2 separate regions of the Mus musculus genome follow, and region 2 is linked to region 1. A link is a contact called in public Hi-C data. All regions are on one chromosome and are shown on one strand. Each heading gives the region's core, a stretch centred on a gene start, on an enhancer-like site or on the middle of the called end of the contact. The rest is flanking DNA. Distances are from core to core; before and after follow the strand shown. Region 1 holds the start of Stx18 (syntaxin 18). Region 2 has its middle 5.0 kb from the start of Gm40289.

Evidence for each region. Hi-C and Micro-C count contacts between places; a contact is called where the count stands out from the background.
Region 2: a contact with region 1 is called in a Hi-C map of uterus, with 3 times the contacts expected there. The contact joins the enhancer-like site here to the promoter of Stx18 in region 1. A contact is called at or near these places in 4 of 39 promoter capture datasets (cranial neural crest, frontonasal cranial neural crest, maxillary cranial neural crest and 1 more), 3 of 484 Hi-C or Micro-C datasets (brown adipocytes, nephron progenitors and uterus), 2 of 115 datasets of contacts at active chromatin or transcription factors (embryonic stem cells and neural tube) and 1 of 9 other capture datasets (adipose tissue).

Annotation. Positions count from the first base shown.
Region 1 is chr5:38,036,443-38,043,922 of GRCm38.p6, reverse strand. Stx18 (syntaxin 18) reads right to left here and starts at 4,693. Exons shown (of 11, transcript NM_026959.3): 1 at 4,424-4,693. The coding sequence starts at 4,591.
Region 2 is chr5:37,963,529-37,970,241 of GRCm38.p6, reverse strand. No RefSeq gene overlaps it. Among named protein-coding and RNA genes, the nearest start is that of Gm40289, 5.0 kb to the left of the region's middle. RefSeq lists an enhancer at 1,046-2,619. Within about 2 kb of position 2,286, at least 30 of the 459 cell types and tissues checked have an H3K27ac peak or open chromatin away from gene starts, as enhancers often do. A contact at or near this core is called in uterus, where this site is marked.

The DNA.
Region 1 (7,480 bases), core at 3,444-5,943:
TAACCTGACGTGGAATCAGAACATCTGTGATTTATGTTCCCTGACTATCTGGTCGAAGTTCTCAGTCTTGGTAAATGTGGTAACTGGACCTGAGAGGTTGCAGTGACTTCCTGGCAGACCTAGCACTAGTCAAGGTTTCCTGGTTTCCTGTTCCAAGCTACTCAGGAGCCCCTTCTGCTCTAGACATGCAGCTCGGCTGCTAGCCGAGCTCCAGGGACCTGTGTGGTAGCTCTGTTAGTCTCTGAAACCTCTAAAAATTAGTAAGGAAGACTAGCTGCCCCCATATGGCATCTCCAGGCCCAGCCCATTCTCAAAGTCATTCAAGATAACAAGCAGGTAAGATGGAAGCATCTATTCTGATAAGTAATGGATGGATACTCAACGTGCTTGGTGATATCAGGCATGTCAGGAACCATGAGAAATTATTTGTCTATCACCCTTTGCTCCAATTCCTGGACACAGCACTCCCCTCCTAAGGTCACACTGGCCACAGAATGGAGCAGACATGTGACCTAGCCAACCAAAGAACCTTATTCCTAAGACCACAACAAAGGCTTTGAGGTCCAAAAAGGATCAGGCCCATTCCTGGGGTTTTATGGATGGGAGCTACATAGAGACACATCAAGCCATTAATTTTGTGAGCTACTACACATATTTTGTTGTGGGTGGTTCAAAAATAACTATTACTTGTAACCAAAAAATTCAGACCAAAGGCACTTGCACACCATTTCTCATTTCCTCAGTCATGTGATATTTTAAAGTGGCTATCGTTCTTAGAAAATAAAGGTAACAGAGGTTAAGTAACTTCCTGACTTCACAAAGCCAGAAAGAGGTTCAAACCCAAGCCTTTCTGCTCCAAGTCCCAGGCACTATGAACTCAAGAAGAAAACTCTTTAACATCAGGAAGTCCAACAACTTTGTTAGAAATTATTGAGTGGGAGTGAGCAATGGCTCAGTGATTAGAAGTGCTTACTGCTCTTCTGTTACTGGACATCTGAGTTCAGTTCCCAGCACCCATGTCAGTCAGCTTACAGCCACCTGGAACACTAGTGCAGGGAATCTGATGTCCTCTTCTGGCCTCCTGAGGGCACCCCCACATACACGGCACACAGTCACACAGGCATAAATACATAAATAAAAAGGAATCTTTTTAAAAATTTAGGTGGATATTTAAGATAACAATAACAGAGAAATAAAAAACACTTCTGCCTCTGGCTCTAGCCCATGACCTCAGCTGCAAAGACATGGGGCCAGTCACTGCATTTGTCTGAGTTTTAAGTCTTCCCATCTATTAAAATGATTAGTCTGAATAAGATGAATTACAGGACCTTTAAAAGTACATCCTGAAAAGTCTATGGTTCTGTTTAGGTATACAATTGATTTTGAACCAATTGCCCAGTAGACTATCAAGCAGATTTCAACTTAATGTCAAGCCCAATAGTTGGTAATAGCTCTCAGGGGACAGAGCTGAGGAGTTCTGAGCTACAGGATCCACTGGGAAATGAGTGCTGGCTTCTGTGGTCAGAGGCAGCATGTGAGAAGAACAGGTCCCACGTGTTTGCCACTGATGATATTTCACCTTGAACTCAGAAGTGCCACTGTCGTTCCATTACTGGGGCTGCCTGAACCTTCCAAGGATCTTCATCTGTGAGGCCATTAAAAGAAAACTGTCAAAAATGCATTTTCAGCACTCAGGGAACAGTCCAACTGACCATGGGCTCTCTCCTCACAGGGCTGCTAGCTGGATTGTGCATCTTAACTCTTCTGTTCCCAAATCCCCTATCCCTGAGGACTGATAATCTGTGCAGCATTAATAAACCACCCAGGAAGAGCCTCCACACACCAAAACTGTGCCGTCCACACACTGCGACAACAGCTTGGCCAGACTCAGACTAGAGCTATGATGACACCTTATTTTCCCATTCTCTTACTTCAACCTGAGACATGCCTCCTTCAACATGATACATGGTGCTCTTAAGCTCTCAACTTTCTAACTCTCATCTCTAGCTCTCCTTCTCCCCTCCCTCCCACCCTGCTTCTCTCCACGTGGCCATGGCTGGCCTTTCTTTTACCCTCTCTCTTTCTCTCTGCCTTTCTACAATAAAGCTCTAAAACCATAAAAAAATGATAAATTGTATGATAAGACATGTTATATATGATATATAAGATGGATCCATTGGCGTTTTAAAGTCTGTTTTGGATAAAAAGAACCATTTTGTAGGTAAATAAGTTCTGCCTAATAGCATGAGTCTGGCTAATAGCTAAAATGGTTAAGACAACACTGTGGTCTCCTGGATCTTCTTCGCTGTCTACATAATACTGGACTTTCTACAGCAGTGGTTCTCAACCTGTGTATTGTGACCCCTTTGAGGGGAGGTTAAATGACCCTTTCACATGGGTCACAGATAACCCGAATATCAGATATTTACATTATAATTCATAACAGTAGCAAAATTATACTTATGCAGTCTCAATGAAAATAATGATTGATGGGGGGGGGTGTGTCACCACAGCATGAGGAACTGTATTAAAGGGCCACAGCATTAGGAAAATTGAGAACCACTGGTCTAGAAGGCAAGGTTCAAACGCTGCAGAGTGATCTGCAAAGATCTTCTAGATTTCCCGCTGGCTACCATAACACTCATTATTTTTCTGAGTGTCCCACATTCTTATTTTAATCAAGCCCAACTTAAGCTACTATCTCATGCCTTTGTGCATGTTGGTCTCTTTTCAAAAAAGATATTTTCTTAATTCATTGGGAATTGCATATGTGTTCGGATCATATTTATCCAGTCCCCCTCTAACTCCTTTCAAATCCACTCTCACCTCTATACCCCCCTACCTTCATGTCCCCATCTCCCCACCACACACCCATTTTTTAAAAGTCCATCAAGTCTAACTGCACTGTCCATGTCCTCCTGACTGTGTGGCCACCCAGGAGCACGGCCAGCACGTGATGCCCTTCCTAGCCTTCTTGGCAATGAAACCAACTACTGTTCTTTTAGAATGGGTTTCTGACATCATTGTCCCATGAAGCCTTTCTCCCAGGTGGGATTAACCACTGTTTCCCTTGTGCCCTACAGAACACCAGCACGGCTCACGGCAGGGCGTTTGTTTATATTTGCATCTCCTCCACCACTGTAACTATAACTCAACAGTGGAACCCTATTACTCTAAAACAGTGCTGGTCAGAAAGTAAGTACTAGGTAGATGTTTACTGTTGGAGGGAGGGGCATTTATCTGGTTCATACAACCTCCTGTGCTTCAACATTATCTGTAAACAGCCATTCATTGACTTGTGCATATATATATGTGTGTGTGTGTGTGTGTGTAATATTTGAGTATTATCTAGTCTGAGGGCCCATGCCTTCAATCTCAGCACTTGGGAGACAGAAGCAGTCACCTTTCTGTAAGATCAAGGCCAGCCTTGTCTACATGGAAAGACCCTGCCTCAAAAAGAGAAATATCAAGCAATGGATTATGTGCCAAGCAGAGGTGAGTTTACTGGAAAACCAATGAAACTTAAAGTTTAGATCCCCCAGATTTGTACCTTTCAATGCTTTGGGCCATTGTGTGTGTGTGTGTGTGTGTGTCTTTAAAAAGACAGGCAGACTGTATATGACCCCCTGGTACTCCAAAAATAACATTTACCCTAGTGTCATAGACACAAAGGGATATAATGCAAACAATCTTTTTTTTTCCTGTTTAGTGGAATCAATAATTGTTCATTCGTTCAACCATTCATTCATTCAAAGAATACTTACTAAGCAATATTGTCAGTAGCACATACAGAAATACTGTCAACATGTTCCTACCCTTATGGAAAAGATTTCTATGTTGGGGACACAGAAGCCGGTTGTGTCCAGAGAACAGGAAGCAGTTTAGAGGACAGTTACAACACTAGTGTTGCTTAAGTGTTGCCGCTCTGAAGGGAAAAGCTTTTACCCTACACTGGTGATGTCCTAAACCAATCTCAGGAGGTACTGAGTCCTACCTATGCCTGGAGGCAAGGATCAAGGAGCGTTCAGCTGAGCGTGGATTTTATTAAACCCTACGAGCAAGAGGAGGTCCAAACAGATTCGTGGAAGGGCGAGGGGAGATAGTGGTGAGCTTTGCGACAGGAAGTGTCAGACTGTGGGAACTCTTGGCGAACTCACTGCCTCAGAAGGTTATAACCTGATTTCAAGGATATCCAAGCACCTCTAACTTACTTCCTTCAGTGCCCAGATATGCGTCCCTTCGTGAGAATAAACCTGTCGCCACCCTGAGCCAGCTGTTAGGTCGGTGAGACAGACTCTCTGTCTTGCTAGAGACTCCCTGTCTTCACCGAGAGCTAAAGAGATAGGCCCAGTTTGGGGTCCAGGGGCCGCGGAGCGTATGCGCCCCTAGCTCCCGCCCGCCGTTCCCATAGCAACCAGCTTACCACTTCACGGGCCCGGCTGGAGAAGTCTCCCTTGGGCCGAGGGCTTCTGCGGAACAGCTCGTCCCGGCTGCCATCGGCCCCGCCACCCACGGCCACTCCCAGAGCCTTATTCCGCGTCTTCACTGTCTTGACGCTAGCCCGGAAGAGCAGTGTGATGTCCACCGCCATAGCGACCCGCAACCCAGGGCCTGAAGCCGGCCAGGCACACGTCAGCAGCTAGCGACCCCGGCAAGAACTCGGTTGCTGAGGGACGTTCCGATTTCGCACTCCTCCGCCTGGGAACTGTGAGCATAGAAGAAAGGTTCCGCACTCCGCCCGTGTAACGCGGAGAGTGGAGAAAGGTTCCGGCTTTAACCCAGAGCCGGAATTCTCCGTTCCAGACAGCTACCCGCAGTGCATCGGCACCCCTTTCTCCTCTCTGCAAAACTCAGCGGGATCAGACGCTCGGAGATTTCCCAGTCTGGACTTCAGGAACGAAAGCATCGGGAAGCTAGAAAGATCGCTCCCCTTATGATTCTTTAGGAGACGGGCGGGCGGTTTGGTTGACAGGTGGGGAGTATCACACTTTTGACTTTTGTCATCAAGGGATCGCCTTGAGTAACAATGAACTATGACCATCTGAGTTGCAGGAGCTAGGAAAGGGTACGTGTACAGAGGTAGGGGCCAGAGACCTTTTTTCTTCAACCTTCAGCCAGTTCGGTAAAGTGAAGCCAGCGCCTTTCTTGGAATGCACAGAGAATTAAACAGAATGTGTGTATAAAACGTCCTCGTGCTGTTTAACTCTTAGTATACAGCTAGTAGATGTTGCCGTTGTTGATAATATGGTTGTCCTCAGTCGTTTTGTTTTGTTTTGTTTTGTTTTGTTTTGTTTTTCGAGACAGGGTTTCTCTGTGTAGCCTTGACTGTCCTGGAGCTCACTCAGTATACCAGGCTGGCCTCAAACTCAGAAATCCGCCTTCCCCTGCCTCCCAAGTGCTGGGATTAAAGGCACGCGCCACCATGCCCTCAGTCTTCTTACTTATAATGTAGAAGAGGCTTAGAGCAGAGATCCCTGAGCGGGGATGTGGAGAGCAGGAACTTATCAGAGCCAGACGAAAGTGAAGCATTCTGAACTTCATGATATCATGTTAGGTTCCTCCTCAATAAGCACTTTTGAAAAGCGCTCTCTTGAATCATAGTTATCAAAGAGAAAGAATGAAATGGAGAACAGAGTTACGTAATTTGACTAAAGTCAGCTAGTAAAATTTTTCTGAGCACTTGGTTCATGGTTCATTTTATTTTTGTGTGCACCTTTCATTAAAAATACAATTATGCCACTTTCTCTCCTTCCCTTTTCTCCCTCCAGCCTCCTCAAGTCCTCTCCCTCCAATTTCTTCCATGTCTCCCAACTCAATCTCAAGTTGATAGCTTCTTCTTCTTTAATTATTATTGTTGCATATATGTGTAAGTATCCATGGATATGCCAGCACAATCTGCTGAAACTGTTGTTATTGTGTATGTGTCTATGGCTTCAGGGATAATCACGTTGTATTGGACAACCAATTAGAGGGTTCTTCCATGGGATAGGCTAACTTCCCTCTCTCAGCAGCCATAGTTGCCTGTAGTTTCTTGTCCAGGAGTGTGACCCCCATGGTTTAGTTTTAGTTCAATATCAATTTCTCTGGGTTTTGTTTTCCTTATAAAAGGAAGCACACTAAGATGTGTGCTAAAATTAGGCTTTTAACAGTCATCAAGATGAAAAGCTAGTTTCATAATAATCCTAGGATCACATTTGCCTTTACACTTGCATGTTCTAATCAGCTGTATGGTTGAGTTTTCCAAGAGACACTGATCTTACAATAAGCTAATTGCAGAGCAGCTGTCTTCCATTAAGCCAGACTTAAAAGAGAATTGCAAAGATGCAAGTGCCAGTTCTTCTTACCGAGTCTTTTATTGTTTTGAAAACTATTTTCCCTATGAAGATGTTTATGTTAATATTTAATAGATGTACTCTGATTACTTTAGGCAGATAAATATTTCTAAGCTTCTCATTTTATTTCTAATATAGTAACTATCAATAGATAAAATCCAAGCAAGCAACAATTGTTTAAGGACCTACATAATTTTGTAGGAATGTAAAAATTTTCTGATGTTTGAGAACCACAGTATTAAAGGCATATTTAAAAGAAATACATGTCAAGGAAATATTCATGTAACAGAAAAGAAGTAAATGATTTGACATCCAGAGTATAACATTTCATCATTCCTGAAGAACACAGTCCATACAACTGGAGTAGAGAAGGAAGAGAGGGAGAGGGAGAGGGAGAGAGAGGGAGAGGGAGAGAGAGAGAGAGAGAGAGAGAGAGAGAGAGAGAGAGAGAGAGAGAGAGAAGAGGACAAAATCTATACTAGTAATTCTAACTTGCATCTTGCATAAATTGTATTTTGTTTTATGCAGACATTAATGAGTCTTTGGCTATGCAAAGGTAAGCCTGGGGCAGAGTAAATGGAAGGAGAATTAAATTGCCTTGCATAACAAAGTGGAGGAGTTGAATTAGGGAAACAAAGAGCAAGCCAGACCCTTGGTGGGGTCCAGGAAGTTAGGAAGTAGATAAGTGGGAAAGGGTTTTATGTAGGAGGAATTGCTGAGCTCCATAAAATACAGTAGTGGTGGGTGGTGCCTTGTGTGAGCCATGTACTCAGTGCAATTGGGTGAGGGTAGAAAGGTGAGCATGAATCTCTAAGTTTTCTGTATAGATCTGTAAATGCAGAGAAAGCTGCAGTGTAGATGAGACCCAAGTGAACTCCATGGTTGTACAGCCTCAAATAATGGCAAATAAATGAATACATGGAACTTGACAAGTTCCAAAGAAAAGGCCGCCTGCCCTCACCTTATGGCTTATTTCCTTCTCTTTTGAATTTCTCCCACCCTGTAATGACTTAAATGGTATATGTTCAAGAACTAGGTCCATATCTAGATTTTTCTTAGACTTTATATTCAGACCCTATATCTAGTAGCTATTAGAACCCAAAATTTACTTGCAAGCAGAGCTTTAAATATATCCTAGTTCCAGTTAC
Region 2 (6,713 bases), core at 1,037-3,536, 71 kb after region 1:
TTTTATGTACAGCCTAGAACTCATGAGTATGATCAAGCTACCCTGAGCAGGCTACCAGTTCCTATGTGACAGAAGCCTGCCTCACACCTGGAGAGAAGGAAAGACGGTGGCAAGACACAGAGTTCCAGAAAGAACTGAACAGGGCCAGCAAGGTCCCTTGCCCATGAACCTCAATGTCCTCTGAATGGCTGTTCCTGTGCCATCAAACCTCCAATTGTGTTCCTATTTTCTTTGGTCTTCATTCCTGAAGGCTACCATGTGGAACTTATTACATAAATTTGTTATACATTTCTTTCTTGTTAATCTGTGCTTGGTTGTGGGGTGTCAGCCACGACCTCCAATGGGTGAAGACACAATTTTCTATCCCTGCACACTCAGAGTCAAGCCAGGGAAACACAAACAGGTGCTTATTGTGTCGTGAGGTGGGGTGTGTTTCTTCTAGGTCTGTTGGCCGTGCTTTCTCCAGGTTCTTGGGGGATGCTCTGGTTGCTACAGCCTTCTTCCCTATGTGTCTCTCGTCTGTAAAGACAGAAGCCATGGGATTAGAGCCACCCTGATCTCAGAGAGCTTCACACTACCTTGATTACATCTGCAAAGACTCTGCTTCCAAGGCAGGTACTGCAAGTAAGACATGGGTAGACTTTTTGAGAGCAAGATCAATTCCACAGGATGCTGATCTTAGAATCCTCTCACGTGACCACATCAAACTCTTGCTGTGATCGGTGGGTAGCATGGAGCTATGAGCTCTGCTGTGAGTAAAACCCCAGGAAAAAAAAAGTGTGGAGCTGATGGTTTTAGGGGATCTCAGACTCAGTCAGGGTTGCTGCCTAGTCCAGAACACCCTTGCCTCGCAAGAGGGGAATATCACTGTAATGGAGTAGAAAGAACGAACCCTGCCCATCTCAGATGACAAAGGAGATGGGAACAGGTTGCAGCAAGGATGGAGAATAGGGGCAGATGACCCTGCCATGATCTCCGAGGGATATCCAAGAGGAGGGTCATTTTAAGCTGGGACAGATTGATAGGTGCCAGAGGGAGATGGGTGCAGACATCTGGGAACAAAGTTCACAGTAGGAAACCTGCCAACTAAGTGGGACAGTCTCTTGCCAGTAAATGCACTGTCCTGAAAATGCCTTGGATTGGGGTCAACTGACAAGAGGCAGTCATGTTCTGATCAGCGACCCATTCAAACTAAAATGAGCCATCCTTGGTAACCCGTACCCAGGTGGGAGGGTGGAAGGTGCCGCTAAGTGGGCACTTGCACCTTTCAATAGCTTCTGGCCTGGATGGTGGCTCTGGGAGCTGTAGTCTAGCCCCAAGGAAGCCGACTCACTGTAGTAGCCTGGGCTTCAATGTTGGGCTGTTTGCATTTCTTGACAAAGGAAATTTGTTGGGCTTAAGTTGCCAAGGGGTTGCATCTGGATCCTATGATGTCTGGCTTCAGGAGGGCTGCGCAGAACCGGCTCCTCAGGGCCTTGCTGGCCTCGTGTAATTAACTTAAATGCTCTCAAGATGAAAGCTTAGTCGCCTGATCCCGGATTACTGTGAGCGCCGAGAAGGTAGGCGGAGCAGAGTGTGTGAGTTATCTCCAGCTATTGAAGTTTCCAGAGATACCCGTGGTGGACAGTGTAAGTCAGGAAGTTTGGGCATGTTGAAATTTATTAAATTTGCAGTCGGGGAAAAAAGAAACACAAAAAAGCAAACCTGAGTTCTGGCTGCCAGCGCGGGTAGGTCAAGTGGAAACACAACTTCACGGAACGAAGTGATTAATTATATTTTGTATTAGAAAAACTAAGATCTTAAGTCAACCTCATTCTCGTGCAGTTCCAGAGCAGAGATGTTAATTTCCAGATTCCTTCCTCATAACTTCTGGATGTTTCCTTCTGACTGTTGAAACTGCCTCTTGTCTTTCTCCTCCGTGTCTCGTCCTCGCCCGAATCTCACTCCCCTTCTCCAGCTGGAGTAGGGTAGCTTTGATCATCCATGCTGGGGGTGGGGGTGGGGAACGTGGGTGCGGGGTGTGCGTGTGGGGGATTCCTACAGGTGATTTTTAGGCCCGAATTCCATTGTGACAGCCATGATTTATTTTAACTACCAACCCAGGAAAGCAGGCGCCGCCAGAATGAATACCTCCACCAACCCCTCCCCAGCCAACTAATTTTACTGTTTATGAATCACTAATATGTTTAAGGGAGAGGGAGAGGAGCGCCATTGTAGATAACTAAGAGTCAGACTTTGAGAAGAGACCTCATGGTGCTCAAACAGTTCCACATGACCGCGATGGAAAGGCTCTACAGATACACAACACATGGAGTACAGATAGCGGCCCCGCCTCGGTGGGGAGGCGCTCAGAGGCTACCGGCAGATGAAACAACTTTCATCTCTCTCAGGGAGATAAACAGGCCGGGCTGGATAGGCCTCTTTATTTACAAAAGAAAATTAAATCCGTTTTAACACTTGCTCCCTTCATAGGAAACACATGTTCCCTGGTAATTGTTTTGAACTCATTTAATGGAGCCAGGCTGCACCGCGCCGTCGAGCTGGGCTGCACTCTCATTTTCTCACTGGTCAGGGGTGGCCATGGAATTTGCAAGGAATTTCTTCCCAATTCCAGAGGCTCCGAGAAGGGGGCATTCTTTGGCGGAACTTTCGGAGGAGCCAGGTTTGGCTTCCTGCCCCCTGGAGGGAACCCCTCACCCCTTACTGGGAGAAGTCTGCCCCCAGCGCCCCTTGCCCCGAGTCCTTATCGGGAGTTTGGGGTGGATCAAAGGGACTCACAGCCCTAATTGAGCCCGACAGGCCTCCCTCCTGCCTGGGAGTTTTTGCAGAAAGAGAAATGAAAGGTTGGGTGATTTTTCCCAAGAGTTCCTGATAGAGTTTTATGACTGCAAGGTGTCACTCAAAATTTCTGTGTCCACGGGCTTTCGGCTGCGCTTTTCAGATGGTAATGTGCAAGAGACCTCCTGGGGCTCCGACTAAAAGAAGACTCTGATTTGTAGGACTAGGGTGGGGCCTGAGAGTCTAACACCGCTGGGAACTGATGCCCAGAGCAAGGGTCACAGGTGTAGCTGGTAGTTGCCCCCAGAGGGTCTGGTTCTGCCTCTGGGGTGACACTTAAGAATGTTTACGAGTGCCCAAGTCTTCCTGATGCTGTTGGTTGCAGAGGACATTCTCTAAACTATTATTTGGAAACTAAAATTCTCCCTGGGGCAATTAAGGCTCAGCAGCATTCTACCCTCACCCCAGAGTTCACGAGCGTGAGAGAACCAGTGCCAGCACCCAGCCCAATACTGGTCCCTGTGTGCACAGACAATAGGAAGTGGGGCAGGCAAGCATAGGGAATGGCTCGGGAACCTAGGACTCCACTTGGCTTGTGCTTCCCTTCTGATGATAATGTACTTGCAGCCAGAGGCTCTACCTGTATATACTGTACACATACACACCATTCAGAATAATGCATCTAGCAACCCATTAGCATTGTAAGACCCCCTTCCCCACTGCATAAAGCTGTATGAACACCCACACATTCTGAACAATGGAAATATATCTCTCCTTCTTTTAGTGACCATCAAACTTGGACAGTTTCTATTTAGACATTCCAGTTAAGTCTAAGACCAGGGTGGAGGGGAATCAATTCAGCCTGAGCTAGTTTGGGATGTGTATGCATTAGGGCAAAGCTGTGTCCTCAAATGAACTTTTAGGGGGGAAAGTCTCCTATTTATCATCTTATACCCATGCATAATTGGGTGTGCCTATGATTAAAATCAGATGCATTACGGAAAGGGATGTGTGAATGAACAAAGTAAGTAAAAAGGAAAGGATATGACTGTTCCTAAGTGTGGTGGAGGAGAGAGTTTATTGTAGCTATCTGGGAGAGCATAACCAGATGCAGGAACATCTGGGAGATTCAGAGTAGACATGGCCCTGAGCTAGGCCAGTGAGGAGAGGGGGAGGGGAAGGAGAAGGGGAAGGGAGACTGGAGAACAGGGAAACAGGTACAATAACTAGGAGGCCGAAAGGTGCAAAGAGATTGGGTAACCAGAATGGGTGGGTTATATAGGGAAGAGCAGCCCAGGCCACTGAGCTGGAAAGTTTAGGGTAGAGGGCAGGGTATGCCAACTAGAATGACCCTGTAACAGATAGGGACTAAGGGATGCTGGGAGAACCTGTTAGCGGAATCTGCTTTGATATGTAAAATAGACACCTTAACCCCTTGTTTGAATCCTAACAATAAGTACAGTAGAAAATAATAATATGACCTACTCTACCAATCAAAACAGAACCACCCTCACCGTGCCCTTCTGCCCTTCGTAAACAAACTCCACTTGAACGCTGTAGGAGGTAATTCTGAGTAACCATCAGGACCTTTGATTTCTTTCACCCTGAAGCCTGCTGGTCCCCTTCAATGCCTTCAGACCTGCTCCTTAAATTTGCCTCAAATGAAGCCTCCTCAAACCTTTTCTAATTTGTGAGCCAATATTTCAGTTTCTTAAATAAAGAGCCAAGAACCTGGAACTATCTGGTCCAGACCTCTGCCATCAATCAGAAAGACTCTGAGAACAGAACCCATGGGGCTTCCTCTGTCCAAGCCCCAGAAATGGATATTGTTGAGGTGAGACCCCAGGCATTCCAGCTGCTGTTATCCCCTGGGTCTTGCTTGTTCCCTAGCCAGAGAGCATTTAGTGATGGAGACTCTCAGCCCCTCCTGTCTCCTCACAAGGCCATTACTCTTTGTAGAAAGACCTTCAGTGTCCTCTCTTCTGGTTCTTTAAAAGCTTTCTCCCTCATCACTAATCTGAGGTGGGTTCTGCTCTCCCACGTAGCCCCAGGTGAAAGTCAGCCTCCTAAGTCATGATGAGAAGGCCTGGGTATAACTGATAGCCTTTAGTGTCTCGGTTTCTCCACAAGGGAAGCCATCTAATCCTCCAGAAAACCCAATGAAGGAAGAACAATCTGGCAGAGATGGTGAGCTCTGCTGGCCAAGCACACACCCACCATGAGAAGCTTTTTGGGAACCTCTTCTGAGTGTTTGGTGTCCAACCTGGGACAAGGGACTGAGGCGCATATTTTACATAGCAGAGCAGACCTGGCCTCCAGGTCCTCCCAGCATCCCTCAGTCCCTACCTGGGATACCCTGCCTCCCCCCCCACCCTCACCCCGAACTTTCCAGCCCAGGAGCTAGGCTGCCCTTCCCCCAAGAGGCTCTTCCCTATATAATCCAGACATTTTGGTCTCTCTATTCTTTCTTTCCTTTCTTTGTGTGGGTGCCCTTTCTCTCTGCCCCCACAACCCACCCCACCAATCCTCGGGGCCAGTGAGCTCTCCCGAGAGCAGCTTCCCAATAAACCTGCCTTTAATATAATCTAATCTGGCTTGAATTGGCTCATTTCACCAGCAGCGGAGAAATAACCTATCCCTGAGAACAGATGCTGCGAGATGCGCTTCCGTGAATTAGTCTGTTTTTTTCCTCTGAAGTTTCATTGTCTTTTCAGCTAAGAAGGTAGCCCCTGAAGAAGCCAGTAGGAAACCCCTTCCCCAGGCTTCTCAGGTGTTTTCTGAGGGGGGTTTGGCCTGGGTGAGTCTTCTTGTGAACTGAAGGTCTGGTCCCAGGCCTCGCTGCTCTGGCCCCACCCCTACCCTGAGCCTCAAGGGTCTATCACTGTTAGAGATCCCAGTGCCCCTCAGCAGGGAGGCCTGTTTTGTTTGGTGCCCCTGGCTGACTCTGGGCCTCACTGCAGTGGTTCCTCTCCTCATGCCACTAGCTAGCATGGGGACTGGTGGCTCTCTTCACTCTTCTCTGGCAGTCAGCATTGACTCCCCCACCCCACAATGGGAGATGACCAATCCCATCCCCATACCTGTTACCTCTCCAGCTCGAATTTCCTTTACTAACTTGGAACCACTGTGTGGGCAGCGTCCCTGCCTAGATTCTCGCTGCCAGACTCTGCTTGCCTGAGTCCTGAGTCTGGATTCTGTTTTGTTTTTTGTTTTTTGTTTTCCCTCCGCTGTTTCCCAGAGCCCACACATTCAGTGAGAACAGACCTGGCATAGTGAACGAATGAATGAATGAGCAGTAAAATGAATGATGGTAGCTAGTGTGAGTGCTACTCAGTGTCAACCCACTGGCAACTCTTACCGTGGGCATCTGGCAGCCAGAGCCCACGCAGACACTAACTCATTCTCCCAACCCTGTCTCAGCCACGCAGCAGGCAGGCTCCAGGGCTCAAGCCTGATGTCTGGCCTGGCTTGTGTTTAGAAACTGACATCTTGTAGCTAATCCCCTTGAGACTGTCCACTTTCTTCCTACAGAGACCCCAGGCCTCAGGTCCCGCCTTTGAGCATGTTAGTCGCTGATAAAGAGGGCTGCTGCCCTGTCCTGCCTTATCTGATGAGCTTGGAGCCTGCTCTTTCCCAGCGGTGCCCTGGTACCTGTCCACTCCATTACCCTGAAGCCTGCAAGTCAGCGGTAAACCATCTGCGGAAATCCTGCTGGGGACCTTGTAGGTGAAGGGATCCCATAAACTAACATTGAGAGGTCGCTACTCCTCCCCAAACTCCTTATTTTCACAAGAGATGGCTGTGTGGGTGATGGGGACTCTGACATTCCCTAAATGTGGGCATGTATGTATGGCATAGAGTGGTATTTGGGTGAGCCTTTCCCTCTCAGAAACGTACTTTATATAGCCTCAGATGGATCAGGTGCTGAGTTGGGT